Linked DNA regions of Cyprinus carpio: region 1 is linked to region 2. The links are chromatin contacts, called in public Hi-C maps. All regions are on one chromosome and are shown on one strand. Each heading gives the region's core, a stretch centred on a gene start, on an enhancer-like site or on the middle of the called end of the contact. The rest is flanking DNA. Distances are from core to core; before and after follow the strand shown. Region 1 overlaps LOC109055787 (E3 ubiquitin-protein ligase RNF19A-like). Region 2 holds the start of LOC109055785 (polyadenylate-binding protein 1A).

Region 1 (6,085 bases), core at 342-2,841, 49 kb before region 2:
CAGTCACATGGTATGTCAAAAACACATCATGGTCTTATTTCAGCCCAAAATTATGGCGTAAGAAATTACATTCAAAGAAAATGAAGCCTACTTGTAGAAACGATAAGGTTTGTGACATTTTCATGAAAATTAAAGTCTTATTACTGTAATGCAAAAATTATATCCATTTAAATAATGGTAGCATTTGTACTGCCTTTTTTTTACACAGTAATACAGAAACAAAATACTGTTTTATAGTATTAAGAACCTAGTAAGAATAATCAGGAATTATAAAAACTATACTACAGTAAAGAGAAAGAGGGATAAAATGTGCTTAAAGCAATAGTCCATCCAAAAATGAAACTTCAGTCGTCATTTACTCATCCTCATGTTGCTTCAAACCTATTCGAGATCTTCTGAAGAATGTTGGTAACCAAACCGTTTTGGTTCCCTGTGACTTCAATTGTATTTTCAAAATATATCTTCAAAATCAAAATCTTCTTTCCACAGAAGAAAGAAATACAGGTTTGAAACAGCATGAGGGTGAATGATGACAATCTTCATTTTTGGGTGAACTGTAGCTTTAATTAACATGAAAATGTCACAAATCACACTCGTCCAAAACAGAGGCTTCATTTCCAGTATGCAGGAATGATATTTCTCTTCTTTCCTTTTAATTTTGGGGTGAAAACGAGCTGGACACGTCTCACTCCACACTGGTGAGGTTCTTCACCCCAGCGACACTGAACACTGAAACAGAGCCATGAGTGATTGACGGCTACATCATCAGTCTCTGTGCATCACTTGCCCTCTTACATTCATCTGTTGCCTTTCTGAATCTTATCCGAGCTTCGGTCCAACCCTAAGCGCTGACCGACTGTCGGTCAAACGGTAACCTTTGGTCACAGCGAGCTTTCTGAAACCTTGAGGCGCATCCTGACCTTCCTTCTCCAACATTCAAAAAAAAAAAAACACCAACCGGGACGTTAAACCTCCATGAAACGAGCTTTAAAATCTTCAATTCAGTGTGCAATCCTTGGTAATAAAGGTTAGCTGTGAAAGCTAGCGTGTGTCTGCTTATATCTCTGTCTGAATGCAGGCGCTACGCACAGGGCTAGTCGGCTGAGGAAGGTTGTTATTGCGTTCTTTAGACGAGCTCTGGCCCGCATCAGCCGCACATATTAAACTCACATTCTCCTCTGCAATGTAGCATAGCGGGCGCTCTGCCACCCCGTCAGGGGTTAGAGGGGCGACCCCAGCTTGCGGGAGGGTCCCAGAAGCGGGACAGTTCTCCAGCCGGTCGTTCTCGACCTCTGGAAGCGGGCTGACCGCTCCGCCCGTGTTGGGATGACGGACGTGAGACTCGTAGCAGGGCGGTCTGCAGGCGTCCAGGTCGGAGCAGCTGAACTCTGAGAAGTGGCTGGAGTGTGAGTCGGCCACAGACGGCAGGCTGCCGCTCAGAGAGGGCGAGTCTAACTCGCTGGAGTTGGTGCTGCGGCGCTCCAGCAGCTGGGCGTCCATGTCTTCTCGCGCCTCGTTGATCTTGGTTCCGCCGCTCTTTTTGCGCAGCTTGCCTTTGCTCTTCTTGCCGGAGGAGGAGGAAGAGGTGGAGGACGGCTCCTTGGCCCAGCGAGAGGTAACGCACTTGCCCTCGTGGGGACAGCCAGAGGGGCAAACGCCCGCCCCATGTCCTCCGCTGCTGCCGTCGTCCATACTGCTGCTGCCGCTGTGGTGCCGGAGCTTCCCTCGCTTGGACTCCACATCCACCTGCACCTCCATACTGTTCCCTTCCCTGCTGCACAACAACATCTGCTGTTAATGACAGCTCCATCACTGAGCCACCTCACATTCTTTTGGATAAATGTGACCCTGGAGCACAAAACCAGTCATAAGCAGCACTGGTATATTTGTAGCAATAGCCAATGATACACTGTATGGTTCAAATCTCAACCAAAAATCTTTAGGATATTAAGTAAAGATCATGTTCCATGAAGATATTTTGTGAACTTCCTTCCATAAATATATCAAAACTTAATTTTTGATTAGTACTATGCATAGCTAAGAACTTCATTTGGACAACTTTAAAGGCAATTTTCCTCAATATTTAGATTTATTTGCTTCTTCAGATTCCAGAGATTCAAATAGTTGTATCTCAGCCAAATATTGTCTTATCATAACAAACCATACATCAATAAAAGCTCTTTTATAAATCATTTCTCAAAAAATTGACCCTTGTGACTGGTTTTGTGGTCCAGGGACACACATGAACACAGACCTGTCCAGAGGCAGGTAGGCGTTGAGAATGGATCCAGCCATTGCTTTGGTACTAGCGTTGTCACTGATTGTCCCCAGACTGACGGTGCCGGACTCCCCGCTCAGACTGCAACGCTCCTTTTGAACATCAGCTTGAACCTCCAACCTGAGAAACACAAACAGCACATTTAAAGAAGTCATGTGATGCGATTTCAAGTTTTCTGCAAAAGTCTTTGCATACAGTATATAAGATCTGTAAAGTTGCAAAGACTAAAGTCTCAAACCCAAAGAGACATTCTTAAATATTAAGTTAAGACTCGTCCACACCCTCCTAAAACGCCTCGTTTAAACACGCCTCCACGTTTACATCACTGTGTGGGAAGATTTGCATAACACCGCCCAAATGTTCACGCAAAGGAGGAAGGCATAACTTATATTCTCACTGTAGTATTGTTGCTGTTGCTGTCATGTCGTGGAGATGCTGTATTTCCAAATATTGTTTTCAGACCAATGAGCTTTGTAAAAATCAACACATTTCAGAAGGCGGGGCATAGAGGAGCAATAATTATGTACATTATGTGGAAAATAATGTGTTTTTTTAACCTTAAACCACGTAAACAGTGCATTATGATCGTATGACCCCTGTACAGCCTGTTAACCGATCCAAATGTCTACATGAATTTTCATGTCTTTTCAGACCATTGTGTGAAAACAGTAGGCTTTAGGTTATTTTTGGAAAAACTGAAATTCCCCTGTTAGTCTGCTACACAAAAGTGTTGCGCATCTTTCCATTTCTGAGACCTGCTGAGAACTTGTATTTACATGTTTTCAAACAGCTGTTGAGATTTCTGTATTCACTATGGTGGTTATCAAATAACTAGTGGTTCACCAATATAATCAACAAGACTGAAAATTATTTTAATTTTTTTTCCCTAATTACCAGCCAGTAAGATTTCCTGTTTGGCCGATAAGTGTTGGAAGCTGCCTAATAACTAAAAGGCAAAGGATAGACTACTTTATTTGATAACACTTTAGTTTAGGGACCAATTCTCAAATGTGTTTTCTCAAATACGTGTGTCTTTGAATATCTAACAAACATTTAGGCCCAGTTTCACATTCAGGGGTCAAGGATTAAGCTATAGTTCAATAAAGCAATAAAACCCAAGAAGCGGTGGTTTACAGTGAATTTACAGCTTCACGTCGTGCCTAACAACGCCCCTTAGCTGTTATAAATTAACTGTAAACCATGGCTTCACGGGGCTTATTGCTTTTATAAAACGGTTATTCCATATATGATGTTAGGTTTCACAAAATAAAAACAAATAAAGTGTAATGATATTAATAAAAACATTATTCTTCAACCAAACATTGTAGTTTCTCAGAATCTGTTGTGGTTGCAACAAAGTGGCCATGTAAACAAAGGTGTATGTTTGTAGAGTAATTTACAACAGCTTTGAACGTGGCTCAGCCAATCAGAACCAAGGCCTGGAACTATCTGTTTTATAAGCAGCTTTTATAAACGTGACTTAGAAAAAAAACATTACTGGTGTGCTTTACTGGTCTTGAGACAAAACAATGGCACTTACATATTTTAAGATTTTAGACTGGGACTAGGCTTAAGCCTTGTCTATGAAACCGTGGGAAAATGTGACAAATCTCACATACCAGCTGTTAGATCTCCTTGTGTGCACACCCTGCATAAAATGTGTCTACTCTTTATGTGATGGCTGGTCCACGTGAATGATCTTCCATCTTCCTAAATACTGTGTTCACGAGTGCCACCGGGTCATGGTTTTATATAATAGCAGAGGTTCTGGGCATGAGACCAGAAGCACGAATCATATTGGTTGGCTAGTTTTCTTGCAGTGCGATGGAAAAGACATTAAAACACCGCTATGTTAAAAAAAATCTGTTGCCCTGACCACTATTTCTCAGCCCTGTTGCTTTTACTTTTTGCATGTCTCTTTATTCAGACACACCTGATTCAAATCATCAGCTCATTAGTAGAGAGTCCACGGCCTGAAAAGGGTGTGTGAGAGGACACCTTCAACATGTGCATTGTTGGGGGCCCATAAAAAAAAAAAACACAAATGCCAATGCCATTTGTTCAAATTAAAATGTTTATCATTCTTTTGGGATTCTGTTAGATGTTTTGCATTTTGAATTTTATAGTATGTCCACATAGTCACACTTGGATTCCAAAACACATAGGGATGCACTATATTTTTAACAACACCAAGTCTCTCCTGTGTAGAAAATATAATTTATTTTCAATTTTGGTTAGTTTTGAAAATTTTTGTTAGTAGTATTAAACATTTTTAAAGTTCTTTTTTTTTAAATGAGAGTACATTAAAAGCCTTGAAAATAACTGTAATAAAATAAATCTCTGCTGTTTTTTTTTTTTGGCTCAGAGATTAAGTTGAAAACTTAATATTTTAATTGTGGATTTATCAGTAACAGATGGTCTAAAGCAAAAGAGCTGTAAAAATTCTAAAAATCGTTTACAGCGCCTTGTATAAAAAAGAAAAAAAGGCATATCGGCATCATTTCTTCAAATCCGTCCGATGTTTACATTTTGAGTCTTTATTGGCCGATTCCAATAACGTTCTGATAATATCATGCATCATGCTAAAAATACATGCCCCTTAAAGGCCATTTTTGGTCAATAACTGTGCACAAAATGCAGACACTGTCACTGACCTGTTAAAGCAGTTGACCATGGCACTTCCTGACAAGCTGCCAGTGATGCTGGCCCCAGCGAGGGCCATAGTGCTGGCGTTCTCGCTCAGGTTGTCTCTCATTGCTCCAATACGGTCCATGTGGCTCCCGCTGGCACTCAGGCTGCCCGTCAGACCCCCCACGCTGCCCTCGCCGATGCTGGGGTTATGCCTGGTCTCTGCTACTGAAGTGGTGTCTGATAGAAGAGAATAGAAAAGGGTCATTACAGCAGTACATAAAAGTGTGAAGTATTCTGGGGGGGGTAAACCAAAAACAAACAAAAAAAACAATCAGTAGCACTTTTCCAGTGTTTGGTTTTTCAGATTTGCACTACATGCCTGATTAGTGCTCTACAAATTGGATTATTAGCAATTTTGATGATAAACTTGTATTAACATCATAAGATCAGATTCAAGAAAGTAAAAGAGAAGACAAAAAAATCATTACATACAGCACTATTATTACTGATTTCTTAATTCAAGTTTTAATGGACTCAACTGATAAGCTACACATCCTTTTTGATGATTCAAATTTAAACCATTTAGACAGACATGTTAATCTGGGAAAAATAACACTGAATTTGACAAACCTGATTTCTCTTACACATAGCATGACCATGTTTCGAAACCTTTTGCCTCAGGCTTACTCTGTACATCAGAACAAAAGCTACTTGTTCCCAGAGTTACATGAGCTTCACGGGAATTATTTGGTGTTTGAGAAACAAAGCTACTTGATCCTTGAGTTTCAGGAGTTGTGTCTGGAAAAGGATAAACTCTGTCTCTAGATATGCCTCACCTTCAATGAAAGTCTTTGGGGGTACCAGTAAATCGAACACATTCTAGCACATGCCACTTTAAACTAAAACACATTTCACACATTTGAATTAAACGTGAGCAAGGAGGAGAGAAAGTGTGAAATGTGACAGGCAACTCTTCGGGAAAGACAGCCGAGACAGAGACTGTGAATGAGAGGATGACTGCAAGGAGGACAGATTCTGAATGCTTTAAACATTGTTTGGCTTCTTAGCCTGTGGCACTGAGGTGTTTGCATTCATTGAAGTTCACTCACCAGTCACAGCAGCTCCGGTGCCCACGTTCATATCGTTCTCGTCATCAAACTCAATGCGCACACCTTT
Region 2 (6,445 bases), core at 2,922-5,421:
GTCAAACTTTTGAATGGAAGTGTATATTTTAAATGCACTTCTGTGAACATTTTAGTGATGACAAATTATTGAAATTATTAAATTATTGACAGTGGAGCACAATTTCATACCTAGGATTGTAGACTGTCTGTCATAATGCAGTAATACTTGCATGCAATCTTTAAACAAACGTATATTAGGTGATATAAAAATGGACACCAAAATGTTTTTCAGAATGTCGCTTTAAGGAATCGTTCACCCAAAAATGAAAATTTGCTAAAAACAAACAAAAAAAGAATACTTACCATCAGTGTAATTTTTCAGAAAATTTTTATTCCTGGTTGAACTATTCCTTTAACTTTTATGTTACAACATTTTAATAAAAACACTTTAATGTCACTTAGTCCAACCCTTCCACACACTTCAATTCCAAACCAAGTCTGTTAGTCAAAGCCACTCCTCATGTTAGCTGACAAGGTCTTTTAGCAATTTTCCTTCAACCTAATGCTCAGGTTTGGGACAAAGCTAAAAATCTCACTTACACTTTTCTGTCATTCAGCAACATGCCGTTCATTTTCTCAATGGCTCTTTCAGCGGCCTCCTGGGTCTCAAAGTGCACAAAGCCGTAGCCCTTTGAGCCATTCTCGTCACAAACCACTAAGAAAGGATATCAGGCATAAAATCATGCACCCACTGACCAAAAGAAGCACTCATGCACAAAAAAATCCAACACTCAATCATCAAATCAATGCAAAGCACACTCAAAAGCGTGTATGCGCATTACCTTGCAGGACAGGATGTTGCCAAATGCAGAGAAGGTATCATAAAGTGCTTTATTATCAATAGACTTGTCCAGGTTCTTGATGAAGATGTTCCCAACGCCGCTCTTCCTCAGCGAGGGGTCGCGCTGAGACCACATGATGCGGACCGGTCTACCCTTGATCACGTCAAAGTTCATTGTGTCTAGAGCTCGTTCAGCTGGAAGCAAAAACAATTATGAGGCTACTAAAAAGATCAGCACTTAAGGCAAGGCACTATTGGCAAAACCATTGTCTTTTTATTTCACGCACTCAACAGTTTGAATATTTCTGGATTTTGTTCATCCACGTCTTTTTGTACTACTAGAAAGAAAACCTCCAAAATACATATTTAAATGTTTGTTTTATTACACTACCTATTTGTGTCTATTTATTTAGGATTTAATGCCATATCAGCGGCTATATTCAAGTCAACAGTATTATGATTACAATATTTCAACAAATTGTTTAGAATAATTTAACAACTTTATCTTAAAAACAATCAACATACAAATATAATTAAATTAACAATTATAACAATAGGAACAATAACAAATACATACAATTCCAGAAAAGTTGGGACGTTTTGTGAAATGCCATAAATATCAAGAATATTTTATCTGGTGTTCCTCTTTAACTTTTATTTAATTGACAAAGAAAAAAATATTTTTTTTCACTGACCAACTTAATTTTATTTTGTAAACAGACAAATTTTGATTTGGATGGCTGCAACACACTCCAAAAGAGTTGGGACAGAGGCATGTTTCACCTCAACTTACCTTTTAATTACAATGTTTCATTGTTTGGGAATTGAGGATACTAATTGTTTCAGTTTTGCGAACAAAATTTTTGTCCAATCTCGCTTGATACAAGACTTCAGAAGCTCTGCAGTCTGTGATCGGCGTTGTCTGATTCTCCTTTGCATGACTGGTCAAACATTTTCAATAAGAGTCAGATCTGGACAGCAGGCAGGCCAGTCTAACACATTCACTGTCTCTACGAAACCACGCTGTTGCAGCACATGCAGAATGAGAGCTGGCATCGTCTTGATCTAATAACCATGGACTGCCCATAAAAGACTTCAACTTGGTGGAAGTGTATATCTCTGTATTTGCCTCCATGTCAATAGTATCTTCACACATTTGTCAGTCACCCATGCCGTTTGCACTGATGCAATCATATACCATGACAGATGTTTTCTTTTGCATCAGTCGCTGATGAAAGTCCGGATGGTCCCTTTGATCTTTGGCACTGAGAACTCAACATCATTTTTCTCAGAAACACACTGAAATGTGGACTCATCTGAGCAAAGCACACATTTGCACTGTCTTTTTGTCTATCTGAGATGAGCTCTGGCCCAGAAGCTGATGTATAGCTTTCTCCTCCAGTAACAGAGATTCAAGTTGCATTTCTTGACGCAGTGGCGGACTGTAAAGTGACAGGGGTTTTCCGAAGTACTCCTGAGCCCATGCGGCTATATTTAACATCGCAGCATGACGGTTTCTAAAAGTTAAAAATTATACAAGTTAAAGAGAATTAACAGATCACAGATTCTGGATTTTATTGCATTTTACAAAACGTCCCAACTTTTCTGGAACTGGGGTTGTAGAATGTATGACACTGTATAATAAAACTCTAAAATTATTCCAGGAGAAACCTTTTCAAAAATCTGTTTCTTTAAAATTGTCTCATCGTTCTCATCTCATCAAAGTTCTCATCATTAGTGTTTTCTATTTGAGATTTATATGGACATTTCTATTCATATATTATTTAATTTCATAAAAATATGGCATAAAAAGTTCCAAAAAACCCTCTGTAAAACATTCAACTCTATTGTCGATAAGATTTAACAATGAATTTCAGACCTGTCTTCATCCAATAATCACACTTCTGTTCTGATACAGATACAAACAAGTTCATATTTAATTAGACAGTCGAAATATTTAAAAACATTTCAGAAAACTTAATTCAAAACATCTGTCTTTATGTACGGTTATTAATCAACTAGGGAAGCATCTGCTCAGATCTATTAATTAATATTGTCACCAGTAGTGTTTTGCCTTAAATTTGCAAAAGATGATCCTGACACTGACTGAAAGTGAAGCGAATATTTTTCTCTCATCATAAAAGTGTCCATCTGAATAACCAGATCATAACTACTCCGTGATACATACATTACACAGACACTGCTTAGTCCCTACACTAATTTTTTAGTGCATTTTTTAATGGTTTAATGTCTGAACCATTTTGTGCAACCACCAAAATCCACATATGATATATGCAACCTGAATCCAAAAAAAAAAAAGATAGAAATCTCTGAATGCAAACTGAACATTGACCTAAATTCGAGGAGCTGCACACGTGACACCCCCAAGACCATGTTTAAACCCACAGCATGATATAGCTTCACAATAAAGCAGGGATAATAAACCGCAATAATCAATGCGATCAAGGCATTTTCCGGATAGGGTTATCTGTGCTGCACACTCTCCGCCCACCCACGCCCTAAATATGACAGGCACGCCATGCAGCTCTCATCCTCAACGCTTTATAATTCATAACCAGACGCTTGCGCTGCATGTGGAGGAGATGCATAAGCACGCAACTGACGCGCTACATTTACAATATGTCTTTAGCGTCAATGCCATCATTTACCGTCTGCAGGCTGCTGAAAGTTGACATAGGCATAGCCCAGCGACCGGCGCGTGATCATGTCCCTGCACACCCGGATGGACAGGATGGCACCGGCCGGGCTGAACTTCTCGTAGAGCATGGCTTCAGTCACGTCCTGGTGCAGGTCTCCAACATACAGGGAGGCCATGGGGTAACTGGGAGCGCTGGGGTTCATTTTCTCTTCCCTCGCAGCTGTGAACTCGCGGAATCGAACGCGTTTGGAGGCGCTAGCGCGTGAGCTCAACTACGTCAGAATGTAGCTAATAACGGTAACTGTCAAATTAACCTCAACAGGCTAGTTTTAAAACTGAAAACCGTCGACTAAAAGATGACTTCGCCTGGACGATTAAAGCGTTTCGTTTAAAAATGACGAATATTTAGGGCAACTTAAAAGTTCAAATGCGAAAAATCCAAACCGACGAATCGAGCAAACCGCTAACGGTTAACGGTTAACGGCAGGCCTTCGCGAGCTCGCACACTGTCGTTATCTTTCGGGGTTGTTGAGATGTTTCAAGGCCTCCAGCTCCCACTTCACCGATTTTTAATTAAAATGAAAGAAAAAAAAAAGAAAGAAAATGATTTTTTGGAGTTTTTAAAAGTTTTTAATTTTTTTTTGTATTTTTTTTTATTTTTTATATAATGTGTGCCGAGGCGAGCTCCGGAGCACACGCGCACTCTCACAGCACTAACAGCCGGGGATCGGGAGAGAAGGGGCGGGGCGAGCCATCCCATATATACCTGCCACGACGTCATCCACCGACGCAATGTGACGCAATCAGTTTGGATGGTGATTGGATGAGACGTGTTAGAGCCCGCAGATCTGGCCAATAAGCTTTTAGAATGATGAATAGTTGATTTTTGTAACGCATGTATAAAAGTGAAAATAAATTACTCAGCTTATATATATATTTTTTAACGTTTATTCATTTAATTTAGATTAGGTTATTCACTTAAATATTTAATATGTATACAGTGGTGTCCAAAATTAATAGAGCACTAGTATTTTCACCAGCTACAAATGGTTTTAAGTCAGTTATTTCTATCTTTTGCTGTCTGTGTCAGTAGGAAATATCAGTTTATGTTTCCAAACATTCATTTAGCCATTAATTGTAATAATCCAGTGAGATTTTTGTTTGCTGCACACAGAGATCTGATGAAGAAACAGAGCAAACTGAGACAGACTCAATCCAGAAGAACTGTGGCAGCGTCAGAAGTTGAAAAAAAAAAAATATATATTTTCTGACATTATTTTTGACAGCATCCTCATTTTACAGCATTTAATTTTATAGCTATCATTTGGAAATTACACAGCAACAATAGTTGTTTTATTAATCATGTCAATCAATGTCATATCAATCATGTTCTTTACTGACACTGTTTTCTATTTCACTCAATAATTAATATTTTTTATTATGGATTTTCCTTGGGTCTGGCACAAAGGTACAAGAAACAAAAAACAAGATCAAATCTATAACAGCTATTTGAAAAGTCAACATTTTTCCAATACAGACAGTTTTAATGTGACCTTTATATCACAAAAATATCTTAAATTAATAAATGTTGAATAATAACAAGTCAAAGAACTGTCGATTTCCAAATGTAATTTATCAATAACTGCACTTGGGTCTTTGTAGCCTATATTAGTGATAAATAACCTAATTGCTTTGATCACACAGGATGCTGAGGGGAACCAATACAGTCTGTGATCAGTGTTGTGTTTATTCTCTGTAACAGTCCTCACTGTTCAGTTTCACAACACATGATTAAAACTCATAGTTGATAAACAGCACAGATGTCTGTACTGAAGATCACCAGCAGGGGGAGTCACAGACCTGGAAGAACTGGAAGCTGTCGAAGTCAAGCCAATTAAATAGCAGGGCCATATTTCTGTGACTATTTTCCAGAAAAAAGCACACTGATAGTGGGGCATGTGGTCATAAACTATCTGGATTCTCATTTCTATTGCTATCTAAAACTAGTATAATTGAAAAAAAAAAAATTGAAATAAAATTCTAAAACTAGTGAAAATGTCAAAAAGCACATAAAATTACAGTGAAAATGGAATATATATATATATATAAAGCAACCTCAAAATATGATATTATGCCGGGGTGTGTTGTCACATTCTGCTGTTTATTGCAGTGCTGTAATTGTTAACGAAAATTATTAAACATATTTTTATTTTTGGTAATTGAAATAAAATAAAAAGATTAGATTTAAAAACTGAGGTAAAGAGAGGTATGATTTCTAAGATAAATAGAAATAAAAACTAAAAATGACAAAGCAATATTATATTATGTATTATAATACAACAGAGATAGTTTCAAAGCAGCTTCAGTGTTAAACAGGAAAGGATCAGAATGATTTCACACATGAGGCTATAAAGCAGCTAGACACAATAGTGTCATTATTCAGTTCGGCTCAAGAACTCTGTAAAGTTCATTTATTATAAAACCAGTTCAATTCAGCTATAAGCAGCTCTACTGAAGCTCAATATTGATTCAGTTGAGCTCAATAACAGTGTCAGTGTGCAAAATTCATCAGTTTGATTCAGTAGGGCTATAACGTAGAAGACAATAATGCTGTTATCATCTCAATTCAGTTCAAGTTCTTATTCTCATAGTCTCAACTCAATACTGTCAAATTCATGATTTTCCTAAATATTAAATATAGGTCAAAAGTACTCTGAAAGTAGTCTGATTTGCTTTTGGCTGTGTGTTATAATGCACATGTATTGTCTTTGTCGTTCAACTCAGAGGAGTCTCTCTCTCCCGTCCCTTCCCGCTGATTACTCATCCTCTCTCCACATAAGTACTGTTGTTCAGAGCCGTCTGCCCGTCTCCATGGCAACAGGGCCCATCCCACAGCCTTAGCCCGAGGCCTTCACTGACACACCCCAGCTGAGAGCCTTCCAGAGCTGCTCCACTTCACTTTAAAATACAGGATCGGGTGGACAAAACATGATTCCTGTTTAAATAGGCCTGCAAATCACAATA

Evidence for each region. Hi-C and Micro-C count contacts between places; a contact is called where the count stands out from the background.
Region 1: a Hi-C map of liver shows a contact between it and region 2, with 2.3 times the contacts expected there. The contact joins the enhancer-like site here to the promoter of LOC109055785 in region 2. A contact is called at or near these places in 2 of 8 Hi-C or Micro-C datasets (both in liver).

Annotation. Positions count from the first base shown.
Region 1 is chrB19:5,050,742-5,056,826 of ASM1834038v1, reverse strand. It overlaps LOC109055787 (E3 ubiquitin-protein ligase RNF19A-like), which reads right to left. Exons shown (of 10, transcript XM_042745060.1): 7 at 6,019-6,085; 8 at 4,933-5,146; 9 at 2,255-2,398; 10 at 1-1,774. The coding sequence ends at 1,057. Among protein-coding and RNA genes, the nearest start is that of LOC109055784, 17 kb to the left of the region's middle. Within about 2 kb of position 1,591, at least 1 of the 8 cell types and tissues checked has an H3K27ac peak or open chromatin away from gene starts, as enhancers often do. A contact at or near this core is called in liver, where this site is marked.
Region 2 is chrB19:5,004,319-5,010,763 of ASM1834038v1, reverse strand. LOC109055785 (polyadenylate-binding protein 1A) reads right to left here and starts at 4,171. Exons shown (of 15, transcript XM_019072969.2): 1 at 3,432-4,171; 2 at 764-957; 3 at 522-637. The coding sequence starts at 3,624.